Linked DNA regions of Mus musculus: region 2 is linked to region 1. The links are chromatin contacts, called in public Hi-C maps. All regions are on one chromosome and are shown on one strand. Each heading gives the region's core, a stretch centred on a gene start, on an enhancer-like site or on the middle of the called end of the contact. The rest is flanking DNA. Distances are from core to core; before and after follow the strand shown. Region 1 overlaps St8sia1 (ST8 alpha-N-acetyl-neuraminide alpha-2,8-sialyltransferase 1). Region 2 overlaps C2cd5 (C2 calcium-dependent domain containing 5).

Region 1 (5,701 bases), core at 288-2,787:
CCACACCATACCACACTCCACACACACAGGAGAGAGAGAGAGAGGGAGAGGGAGGGGGAGGGGGAGGGGGAGGAGGGGGAGGGGGAGAGGGAGAGGGAGAGGGCAACTGATAGCCCTTATTCCAGCTAGCTAGGACCACACTCAAGTTTTTGGGGACCTAGATATGGCCCCAAATGTCCAGAATGCAGGGTCTTTAAAGGCAGAAACCACATCTGGGCATCTTGGTGAGCAACTGCAGGACAACTTCAGCTTGAAGCAAGCAGTTTTAACAGAAGCTGGAGCCAGTTCCACATAGACAAGAATTTAACAGAAGCGAAACTAAGTTATCTAGGACAGCCTAACATTGGATGCCTAGAACAGAGTTGGATGGTTTTCCGTGGGATTCTCCATCAAAGAGATTGAGTTCTACGTGAACCAGAAATGGCCTCAGTAAGAATTGAAGATGGAGGAACCTCTGTAGTGTTTTGCCCTGTTACCCAATGAAGATATTAACTCTAGTCCAATTGACAATGATGTGTGTGAGAGTTTGGGAAATATCAGATTGGTTTTATACAAGAATATTATGGGATAGTTCCAACTTCTAAGCTCTACCCAGAGGTCCTTTCAACAGTGTGAAAGTGAGGCTGTGTTAATACTTTTATGTTACTGAGGTAAGACACTGACCAAGAGGAACTTGACAAGAAAGGAGTTTATTTCAGCTCATGACTCTCAGGTCACAATCCATCACTGAGAAAAGTCAGCTTAGGGACTCAAGCAGGATCCTGGAGTAGGAACTGAAGCAAAGACAATGGAAGAATGTTGCTTACTGGCTTGACCATCATTGGTTCATCCCAATTTCTTGTAGCATCCAGGACCAGGGGTGGCATCACCTCCAGTCAATAGGCTGGGCCACAAGCTTGGCTACAGCCTGATCTTATGGATATATTACTCAGTTAAGGTTCCCTCCTGTCAGATGACTCTAGCCTGTGTCCAGTTGACATAAATCTAGCCAGCCCAGGTACCAGAAACATGTGTCATAACTATCGTGGCTGATGAGCACAGTTTCTGGAGGTCACATCATGAAGAAGGTAGAGAAGGTGTCTATAAGGCAGAATGAAGTAAGTTGACATAGGATTGTCGGTGGGAGATTTAGAGGCTCCCTGAGTTAAGTGCTTCGACACTTATCAGGGGAGCTCCCGGTGATGTTTGGGAAAACTTCCTAGAATAAAGGATGTTCAGGAGTCAACTTCACTCCCTTTAGTGCTGTTCAGAGCGCTGGGGAAATACAGGGAGAATTCTTCCCAAAGCGATACATCTGAGGCTTTGTTTCTTTGTTGTTTAATAGATAAAATAGCTGCACACAAGGCCATCATTATTGCTTTCTTTTCTTGATGCCCATATTTAGTTAGTATCTAACTAATAGATCTTGGTACTGTTAGTTCAAGTCTCTAACCTGTGATACTGGGCTAACAGTTTGGCAATCCACTGTGCTACTGACTAATTATACGCTGTTTATAGCCGAAGACAAAATGGAACTCTTGATTCATGTGACCTTTTAACAGAACAAACAGCCAGCCAGAGGTCAGGAACTTTTGACCTAGCTGCTTGCACAGTGCCCAGTAGCTGGTGGCTTGACAACAAACATTGGTCATTGGTAAATGTCCTTAGTTGAATGTCACTTGATGTCCACAGTTCTTGATTATGGGGGAACGGGAGGAAGAGTCTTGTTGTGTCCCTTTTGGTGGCAAAGTTGCTTCTAGAAATAAGCGAGAAAACAGGAAATCAGGGACAGGCACCCAGTCTGCGGTCAGCTGTGTCCTCCCGCCTATACGTTGATGATGGTTTTGTTGTGTGGAGCGGGTGATGTCCATGAAGTATCTTGTTTGGAAACATCAACAGAGGCTTCCAGATTGAGACAAAATAACAGACAGAACACCCTAAGCTCTCTGCAGTGCCGAGGAAATGATGTCATCTGACTCCATATAGATTTACAAGCCCATGCACACAGCTCTGACACACAGCTCTCATGACTCATTGAACATAAATGAATTCTAACTTGCGTCTAATCTGCTCGCATTGTCAAGTGCTCCTTGAGCTTGTGAGTGTATCCTGTTTGGCACAGTACCTGCAGATCTGAAGGAAAAACAACAACAACAACAACAACAACAACAACAACAAAACACAAAACAAAACAAAACAAAACAAAAAAACAATCCTGTGGGTAGAGAGTGGGGTAAGGAAAACAGGAGATGGGGCACGGGGATGCTGGGCACCTGCCTAGGCCATGTGGGCACAAAAGATGCTGGTGTCGGGTTCTGGGTACCTTGGTGAAGGAAGATCTGTGTCAGGAAACGTGGTGGGACTTGTATCTTGAGAGTGATTGTCTTACACCAGGCCTTCTTTGGAGGAATTAGGATGTCACTGATTATTTGTTAAAGGAGGAACTACAGGCCATTTGTATATAATCAGTAGCTGTCTCTCTCTCTCTCTCTCTCTCTCTCTCTCTCTCTCTCTCATGTGTGTGTGTGTGTGTGTGTGTGTGTGTGTGTGTGTGTGTGTGGTGAGCTGCTACTCAAGGGCCTCTGAGGCAGTAGATGTTGAAATGATTTGAAGACAGAACCAAGCAGAAACCAACTCCATTTCTAGCCTATGGTGCCTAGGTACTGTTGGTTCATACAAAACTAAAGCAGTGCCTGTTGACCACATTGTCTCTAACATGACGCCTCAGTCCTCAGTTTTTATGGAGTGGGGCCCACACAAATTAGAAGCCCAAGGGTTTATGCTTCGAGAGAGTGGGAGGAGCCACTGAAGCTGGGAGTCGGGTGCAGGCTGGTGAGGTTTAGGGGCGACATTCACTAACACCGTGGTCCTCATCCTTTCTATCTCTGTGACCCTTTAAGACAGCTCCTCATGTTGTGGTGACCCCCAACCATAAAATTTTTTCTTTTGCTGTTTCATAACTGTAATTTTGCTACTGAAATGTAACTATTTTTGGAGGCAGAGGTTTGCTAAAGGGGCCGCAACCCACAGTTTGAGACCTGCTGCATTAACAGGAAGATGTACCCCTCCATATCCTTGAAGAACCCCTTAATGCTTCTTCCAATGAAGGCAGTGCAAGCCCAGGGCTAGCTGCGATGGGCGGGGCTAGCTGCGATGGGCAGGGCTAGCTGTGATGGGGCAGGGCTAGCTGCGGTGGGCGGGGCTAGCTGCGGTGGGTGAGCTGCTCCTTCCTGCTCTCAGCTCTGCTGTGGGGAAAACTTCCTGCTGCTTTTGAAATGTTCCGTGCTCTTCATATTTCCTTCCACCACAAGGAAAATAATAACTTTAGCCATTTTGATGACTTTTGAAATGTGGCCACACACAGGCACGGTATAAGATCCAGTGCAGTCATTGCTTTGCCATTTGGGAGACAGAAACGACAGCACTAAGTAATTAACTTGTCATTGACTGTGAGATTTTCCAAAAGTCTTCTGAATGGTCGCATGGAATCAAACCGCATGGGTTGTGTCCTGAGCTTACAGATGAAGTTGAATATGCAAAATTTCAAAGGGTTACTTCTTTCAGTTGTTTGAGCAACACATTTTAATGGACAAAGTATTAATGATGGGCATGCAAGAACGAGGTCCTGAGTTCACTCCCCAGCACCCACCTAAAGGCTGGGTGTACTATTTCCTTGTAATTCCAGTACCAGGGAAATAGAGGCAGGAGGATTCCTTAGAGCTCTCTGGACAGCAGACATATTCAAATGTGCAAGCACATGTAAACGCACATACCACACACACACACACATACAGACACACATACACACACATGTACACACACATGCACACAGACATACACACACATACACACATACACGCACACTTACACATAGACAGACACACAAGCACACATAGACATATACACGCACATATAGACACATGCACACACATATGTACATACACATACATGCAACACACATATACATAGACACACATATGTACACATACAAACACACACATACAGACACACATGCATGCTCACACACAGACATACAGACACACAAGCATACATATAGACACACATACAGGCACACATACACATACATATACACATACACACATACACATACATATACACATACACAAATACACACACATATACACAAGTAACAGCATATAAATATTCACTTCATTCAATTTCCAAAGTTTGCCTGCTTTGTAGAAAACATAATGCTGACTTTCCATTTTGAAATCACAATGTTGTTCGTAGAGAGGAGAGTACAAATCTTAGCATTAACATTTTTGTGAAATCGTTCTTACATAATTGCAAAACTGTTCTGCAAATATTCTACAGTCTGTACTTACATATCCCTAGAGAAAGTTTGGGGTAATGTTCAACAAAGAATTCAATAACTAACTATCTGTAATAAGAAGCATTTTCCTTGAAATGAACTAATTACTAGATTTTTTCATCACAAAAATGCTCACACATGCAAAGGAAGAACACAACTGAAATTGATTTGGACTTCCAAAGGCTCTGTCAAATGGCTGACAAAACCAAACGCACGCTACTTTACCTCCTGGAAGGAGCTGGGGTTTCTTTGACTCGGTTTGTGCCAATTTTGCCTGGCCAGTGGGTACCATGCTCGTTACGGATTTCCTTCTGGAAAATTGTTGAACCTTAGTTGAAGAAATGAAGCAGTTGGGTAAGAGATACAGGTGTACCCATCTGAGGGATATTGGTGGAGGGTTGGGGCTTAATTGTTGTGTTGCTTCCAATATAATTAGGTCCTTGAACAGGGCGGTGCAATTAGATATGTTGAGGGGGCATAATTACATGGGTGGATGATAGTGTAATTACATTCATAAGAGGGGGCTATAATTAGATGTGAAGAAAGGAGGGGGTATATTTGGATGCTTAGGTTGGGGGTATAATTAACATATGTGCAAGAAATTAAATTATGTGTGTGGGTGAAGTATAATTAAGTGTGGGCGTCCATCTCCAGTGGTAGGTGAGGGGACAGAGAAATGACCAGTCTGGGTGCAGTGACGTGTGTGTTGATGTCTTTATGGTCAAATCCCTAAAATTTTCATGAAGAAATGTGGGCATATGTTTTGACATGGTGACTAATAGCAGTTGACGTGGTGGTGACAACCTTTTGGGTCATTTATAAGGTTAGCAAAGCAAAACTTCTACTTGTCTGACAAGATTTCAGCTCTCTACGTAATGCTGGTGGTCACTCTTTCAATAGTCTCGTGATTTTTTTTTCCAGCTTTAAATTTGTAACTGGCAAGGAGAGCTTGCTCTCTGTTGCCATCAAAGAGAACAGAGGTTGGAGGGAAACAGCGGACTGAACAGACAAGTAACAGTGGTAGGACCTCATTACTCTTACCGCCGACAAAGGCTAGAACCGTCCCCTCCAGCTTTGTCCCCTTTGTGTGGGGTGAACATTAGCACTAACTCTTCACTAAGAGAGCTCCACCTGACGTTCCATTTATAAGAAAACCAGCAAACCTCCACTTACGGCAGCGCGGTTGTCTCAAACTTCTAAAATGGTGTTGGCTCCTAAGTAGTTATGATAGCCACCCTACAAAGGGGCAACAAAGAAAGGGTCTGGACCACAGCTAAAAGAGGAACTAGAAAGTGATGCAGTGAGTAAGAAGGAGGAGGAGGAAGGAGGAGGAGAGGAAGAGGAGGAGGTAGAAGAGTCAACGTCAGGGGAAAAAAAAATCAGCACCGA
Region 2 (5,334 bases), core at 1,817-4,316, 130 kb before region 1:
TCAAGGGGGAAAGGCCCCTTGTGGGTGGGACCATCTCTGGGCTGGTAGTCTTGGGTTCTATAAGAGAGCAGGCTGATCAAGCCAGGGGAGGCAAGCCAGTAAAGAACATCCCTCCATGGCCTCTGCATCAGCTCCTGCTTTCTGACCTGCTTGAGTTCCAGTCCTGACTTCCTTGGTGATGAACAGCAGTATGGAAGTGTAAGCCGAATAAACCCTTTCCTCCCCAACTTGCTTCTTGGTCATGATGTTTGTGCAGGAATAGAAACCCTGACTAAGACACATTGGTACCAGCAGAGTGGGGTATTCCTGTGACAACCTGACCATGTTTTGGGGAGGTCTGTGGAAGGACTTTGGAACTTTGGGCTTGAAGATCCATCCGTTGTTAAGAGCTCTGTCGGATGTTTTGTAGGAGCTTGGAAGATAATGTTGAGAACAGTGCAGAAGATGGAGGCCTGGCTTGTGAAATTTCAGAGGGAAAATTAAAGACTCTTTTCAGGGCCATTGCTGTTTTGATTGTGAAGTTTCTGTAGTTCTGGTTAGCTGGGGCTGAAGAATCAGCTGTGATTAACAAGATACCAGAACTACTAAAGCAAAAACTTTGCATTACTGGGACTATTGATGCTGGTTAGCTGGAGCTAAGAAATTAGTGGTGATTAAGAAGAGACCAGCATCATTGAGGTGACATCTTCTGGGAAGTGTTTTCTGAAAGCACAAAGAGGCTGTGTTCCAGAGATAGTCAAGGTTGTACTCCTGCTGCAGCGGGACTTGGTAATGTGTAAGGTTCACCCAGGAGGTACTGGTTTTGAAGGCATGAAGGGGTCACGCAGAGCAGCTGAGGCTTAGCACTGTGAGAGGCCATGGAAGGCCATTGGTGAAGGTGCAGCCTCAGTTGCAATTGACGACCCAGGACTGAAGGGGTCATGCCGTGTTTTGGAGATGCCAGTACCATGAGATGACCACCAAGAGCAGCAGCAGCAGTGGAGTACAGGCATCTGGAGCCTAGAGGATGATGCATGTGCTACAAAGGGCATGGCTGGAGAAGTGACCCAAGCCCTTGGAGGAGCCCAGAAGATCGTGAGTTGGATCCCAGACATTGGACGGTTGGAGATTGATTTTTGCTTTTGATTGTGACTGTGCCCTGATATTTTCCCTCTTGAAGGAAGAAACTGTTTTAGTGGAGCCCACAGTTAAGAGACTTTTAATTGTAAAAAGACTGGATTTTAAAAGAGATGGATATTTTAAAGAGATTGAAAATTTAAGAATATGTAAAGACTGTGGGACTTTTAAAGTTATATAGATCTTGGGGATGAATAAGAATGTAAGGGTTGAGGCTTGCTAGTGATGTGTTTGTGTGTCAAGTTGACAAGGGGTCAATTGTACTGGCTAGTTTTGTGTCAACTTGACACAGCTGGGGTTATCACAGAGAAAGGAGCTTCAGTTGAGGAAATGCCTCCATGAGATCCAACTGTAAGGCATTTTCTCAATTAGTGATCAAGGGGGAAAGGCCCCTTGTGGGTGGGACCATCTCTGGGCTGGTAGTCTTGGGTTCTATAAGAGAGCAGGCTGAGCAAGCCAGGGGAGGCAAGCCAGTAAAGAACATCCCTCCATGGCCTCTGCATCAGCTCCTGCTTTCTGACCTGCTTAAGTTCCAGTCCTGACTTCCTTGGTGATGAACAGCAGTGTGGAAGTGTAAGCCGAATAAACCCTTTCCTCCCCAACTTGCTTCTTGGTCATGATGTTTGTGCAGGAATAGAAACCCTGACTAAGACACACCCACTCCCCCTTTTTGGCCCTGGCGTTTCCCTGTACTGGGGCATATAAAGTCTGCAAGTCCAATGGGCCTCTCTTTTCAGTGATGGCTGACAAGGCCATCTTTTGATACATATGCAGCTAGAGTCAAGAGCTCCGGGGTACTGGTTAGTTCATAATGTTGTTCCACATATAGGGTTGCAGATCCCTTTAGATCCTTGGGTACTTTCTCTAACTTGTTTTTTTAAAGATGTACTTAAGAAAATAACTTTGCTTCTAACAGTAGGCTTCAAGTTCTCTTACTTCAATTTAATTCAGAAGTTCCTATTTTGATCATCCTGAACCTCTAGTAGAGTTGATAGGAAAGTTAAACTGAAAAGCCTTTACACTATTGACTGGCTTGTCATTTCTGTTTTGTTCGTTTGTGAATACAAGTCCTTACCCCACAGTAGCCTCTGCTTCTTAGCAATGTATGCGCTGCTTCTCTCTGCAATGCTGAATTCTTATTAGCACAGAATGTGGAAGACGGTGCAGCAAGTACCACCAGTGAGACGTGTGCATGGGAGCACACACGTGTGCATGGGAGCACACATGTGTGCATGGGAGCACACACGTGTGCATGGGAGCACACACGTGTAGGCCCAGCTCAGCTGAGTCCTGAGGTTCACATTTGGCCCTGAGCAAAATCAGGATGATGGTGACGGTGCTGAAGCAGTAGCAGTGTGCAGATTCGTACAGTGCACTTGCCAGCAGCATGAGGTCTGTGTTCATAAAACGCACAGTTGTGTGATAAGGGATAGTCACAGGCAAATCACAATGCCCTGAGCTCTAAGGAAAGTCCTTCAAAGTCCTTACTCAGATGTGTTTAGTAAAAGTGTGCTTGTTAATGAAAAAGACAAACCTTCACTCTGAAGACAATGTAAATGGTTGTCTTTACATTAAGGTAACCTGGAATGTGCACTGTGTCCTCTGACATTTCTGTGTGTCCTGCCCTGTGTGTGACGTTGTCTGCAGGAAGGCGGAGTCAGTGGTTTTCTCCACGCTTTCATTGCTGAAGTGTTTGCCATGGTCCGAGCTCACGTGGCAGCGCTGGGCGGGAATGCTGTTGTGTCCTACATCATGAAGCAGTGTGTCTTCATGGAGAACCCCAGTAAGAACCAGGTGAGTCAACAGCCCGCCACCGTGAGGACCTGAGGGTGCCTCTGGCCACCCAGCTCCGTTCCTTTCCACAGAAGCGGCTTGTTAGGGCTTTGAGTGAGGATGCTTCCAGCATGCTTACTGACTGCTTCAATAACCACGCGGTTGTCACCACTCAGGTGCTGTTACACCTCACATGACCCGTTGTCACCCCTAGTTAAGCATTTCTGGACTTTCTGCTCTGAGCTATTGATCTGCCAGTTCTTGGTGAACTTTTGAAATATGGATACAACTGTGTCTCCTCTCTGAGGAGAACTGAGGGTGAGATGTCTAGTTTGACCTGCCCCGATGGTGGAGAACATACCACAGGACAGACCACTTATTTAATTCTACCAAAATATTACGGGGAAACTGACAGAGTTACGGAGATGGGAGGCCCTGTCCTCTAAGGGTGCAGTGTCTCAGGGCCTTACGCTGTGGAAAGTGCGCGTTTCCTGAGATGACTCAGCTCTGCCTTGCTTTGTGTCAGGGAAGCCCTGTGCTCCTGCTTCTCCACACCACACTTCTGTCTCCAGCATGGAGCCTGCCTGGCACAGCCATACTGCCAGGATTTTATATAATGTTCACTTCTGTTTAGTATTTCGAGCATAGCTAATCTATATTTTCCCTTTCTTCTAGAACGTATTTCTATTGTTTTGGGTATTTTCCTTTTATAAAGATGATGCAGTAAAAAGTCCTGTCCACTATTCTCTAGGGGAAGGGCAGACTCTGCTCTGAAAGACACTGACAGATCACCCTTCTCCAGAACATGGGATTTGTTGCTTTAGCAACATCCAGCTTTCACCACCTTCCAATCATAAGGCATGGCCTCTTATTGTCACCTTATAGGTCTCTGATTAAGAGCAGGCTTAACTATCTTGTCATGGATCACTGGGCTTTCTGGATTTCTTTTCTCCACTCTTGCTAGATCGTTTTTAATCCTGTGCCTGACTGGCTCTGCCGGATTCGCTTTTCTCCCAGAGCCGTGTACAGCAGGCATGTGGTCCCCTCGCCTGCATGCGTCTGAGCTTCTGTCTGCTGTTTCCACAGGCACAGTGTCTCATAAATGTCAGTGGGGACGCGGTGGTGTTTGTTCGTGACTCCGACTTAGAGGTCATGTCATCTCAGCAGCCTGCTGCCAACTGCCAGCCCTCATGTACCGGAGAAGTTACAACTTGAAGACAGCGGCTCAACTGGCTCAACCGAGTGAAATTCATGTGTCTCCATTGTGTGTCACCCTCTTCTCAGCCCAGAGGCCCGGCGTGGGGTGGGGTACTGAGGAGCAGGGATGCGGCTGGATAGCTTGTGTGCACATCTGGGAGAGTTGAGAATTTCTGATCTTGACATTTTGTTTGTCCAGTCTACACAGACAGGCCCCATGGATTCTGGTACCTTCAGTTATGGGAGTTATTTGTAATTTGTGTTGATTTTTAATAAAAGTATAATTAAAAATGAAATGGAAAGCTTATCAAGAGTCTAGGGTAGGAAGCTCCTGTGGCTTTGAAAACCAAGCAGGAATCCAATTGCTAATGAGTCCATAGCTGATTTGTAAATGGAGGAAACTTGTGTGTATTTTCAGAGAATGACTGCAGCTTTCTCAGTGTCTTCTGCTTGAAGTGAGGACTTTGTTAGCTGGATGGGTGATGTGTTTGTTAGCTGGATGGGTAGTGTGTTAGACCATCTTTTAAAGGAAGGTTTACGGTGTGGGTCTGTAGAATTGCCTGAGTGCTCTCAGGAACTTCTCAGAGGTGTCCGCACCCAGGAGCGGAGGATGCCTCAGGACTGGCTGTCCTCATGGAGGAGGGAGGGGGCACCTCACGACTGGCCGTTGCTTCATATTTAATTGTCTAGAAGAGGCTTGGCTCCAACAGGGGAGAGACTGCTGTGGAATGTATTTAAGTAGTGAAAATACAGTTGACCTAGGAAGAACAGGATTGTTTTCTAATGATATATTGCACTCAATAATCTTAGGGATTGGTGAGGTACACTGTTGGTATAGAAGGTGGAAAGGAGACTTGAATATGCTGTGAAGTGTTGAATGTATGTATTAAGTCTTACCTATGCCAAGTACCCACTACTAATGAGATAGCAAATTCCTCCTTTGCCCAATAAAATGTCCTTATAAAACATAGGATTTTATTCTCTCAAAACAGCAAATTACCCTAAAGATGAAAAGTCATTTTAATGCTACACAGGTGTCAATATTTTTCTGTATTTTGTTTATAATTTTATTTTTTAAATAAAAAGTTTATAAACAACACATTCCTAACTCTTTGCCTCTTTTGTGTGATGCATGCTTCTGAGCCATTACAGTCTTTTCACCCACACTCACCCTTCCTGAGACATTACAGTCTTTTCAGCACTCACCCTTCCTGAAGTCAGTAAGCCTCTGCTGAGTACCTACTGCGT

What was found. A called contact is a pair of places that touch in the nucleus more often than the background predicts.
Region 2: a Hi-C map of liver shows a contact between it and region 1, with 2.8 times the contacts expected there. The contact joins two enhancer-like sites. A contact is called at or near these places in 1 of 484 Hi-C or Micro-C datasets (liver), 1 of 115 datasets of contacts at active chromatin or transcription factors (embryonic stem cells) and 3 of 9 other capture datasets (adipose tissue, liver and pancreatic islet).

What each region holds. Positions count from the first base shown.
Region 1 is chr6:142,881,822-142,887,522 of GRCm38.p6, reverse strand. The region is part of intron 2 of St8sia1 (ST8 alpha-N-acetyl-neuraminide alpha-2,8-sialyltransferase 1); the gene reads left to right. Among named protein-coding and RNA genes, the nearest start is that of Gm7457, 70 kb to the right of the region's middle. Within about 2 kb of position 1,537, at least 54 of the 459 cell types and tissues checked have an H3K27ac peak or open chromatin away from gene starts, as enhancers often do. A contact at or near this core is called in liver, where this site is marked.
Region 2 is chr6:143,010,778-143,016,111 of GRCm38.p6, reverse strand. C2cd5 (C2 calcium-dependent domain containing 5) reads left to right here. Exons shown (of 29, transcript NM_001362113.1): 28 at 2,764-2,910; 29 at 3,976-5,192. The coding sequence ends at 4,104. Among named protein-coding and RNA genes, the nearest start is that of St8sia1, 49 kb to the right of the region's middle. Within about 2 kb of position 3,066, at least 5 of the 459 cell types and tissues checked have an H3K27ac peak or open chromatin away from gene starts, as enhancers often do. A contact at or near this core is called in liver, where this site is marked.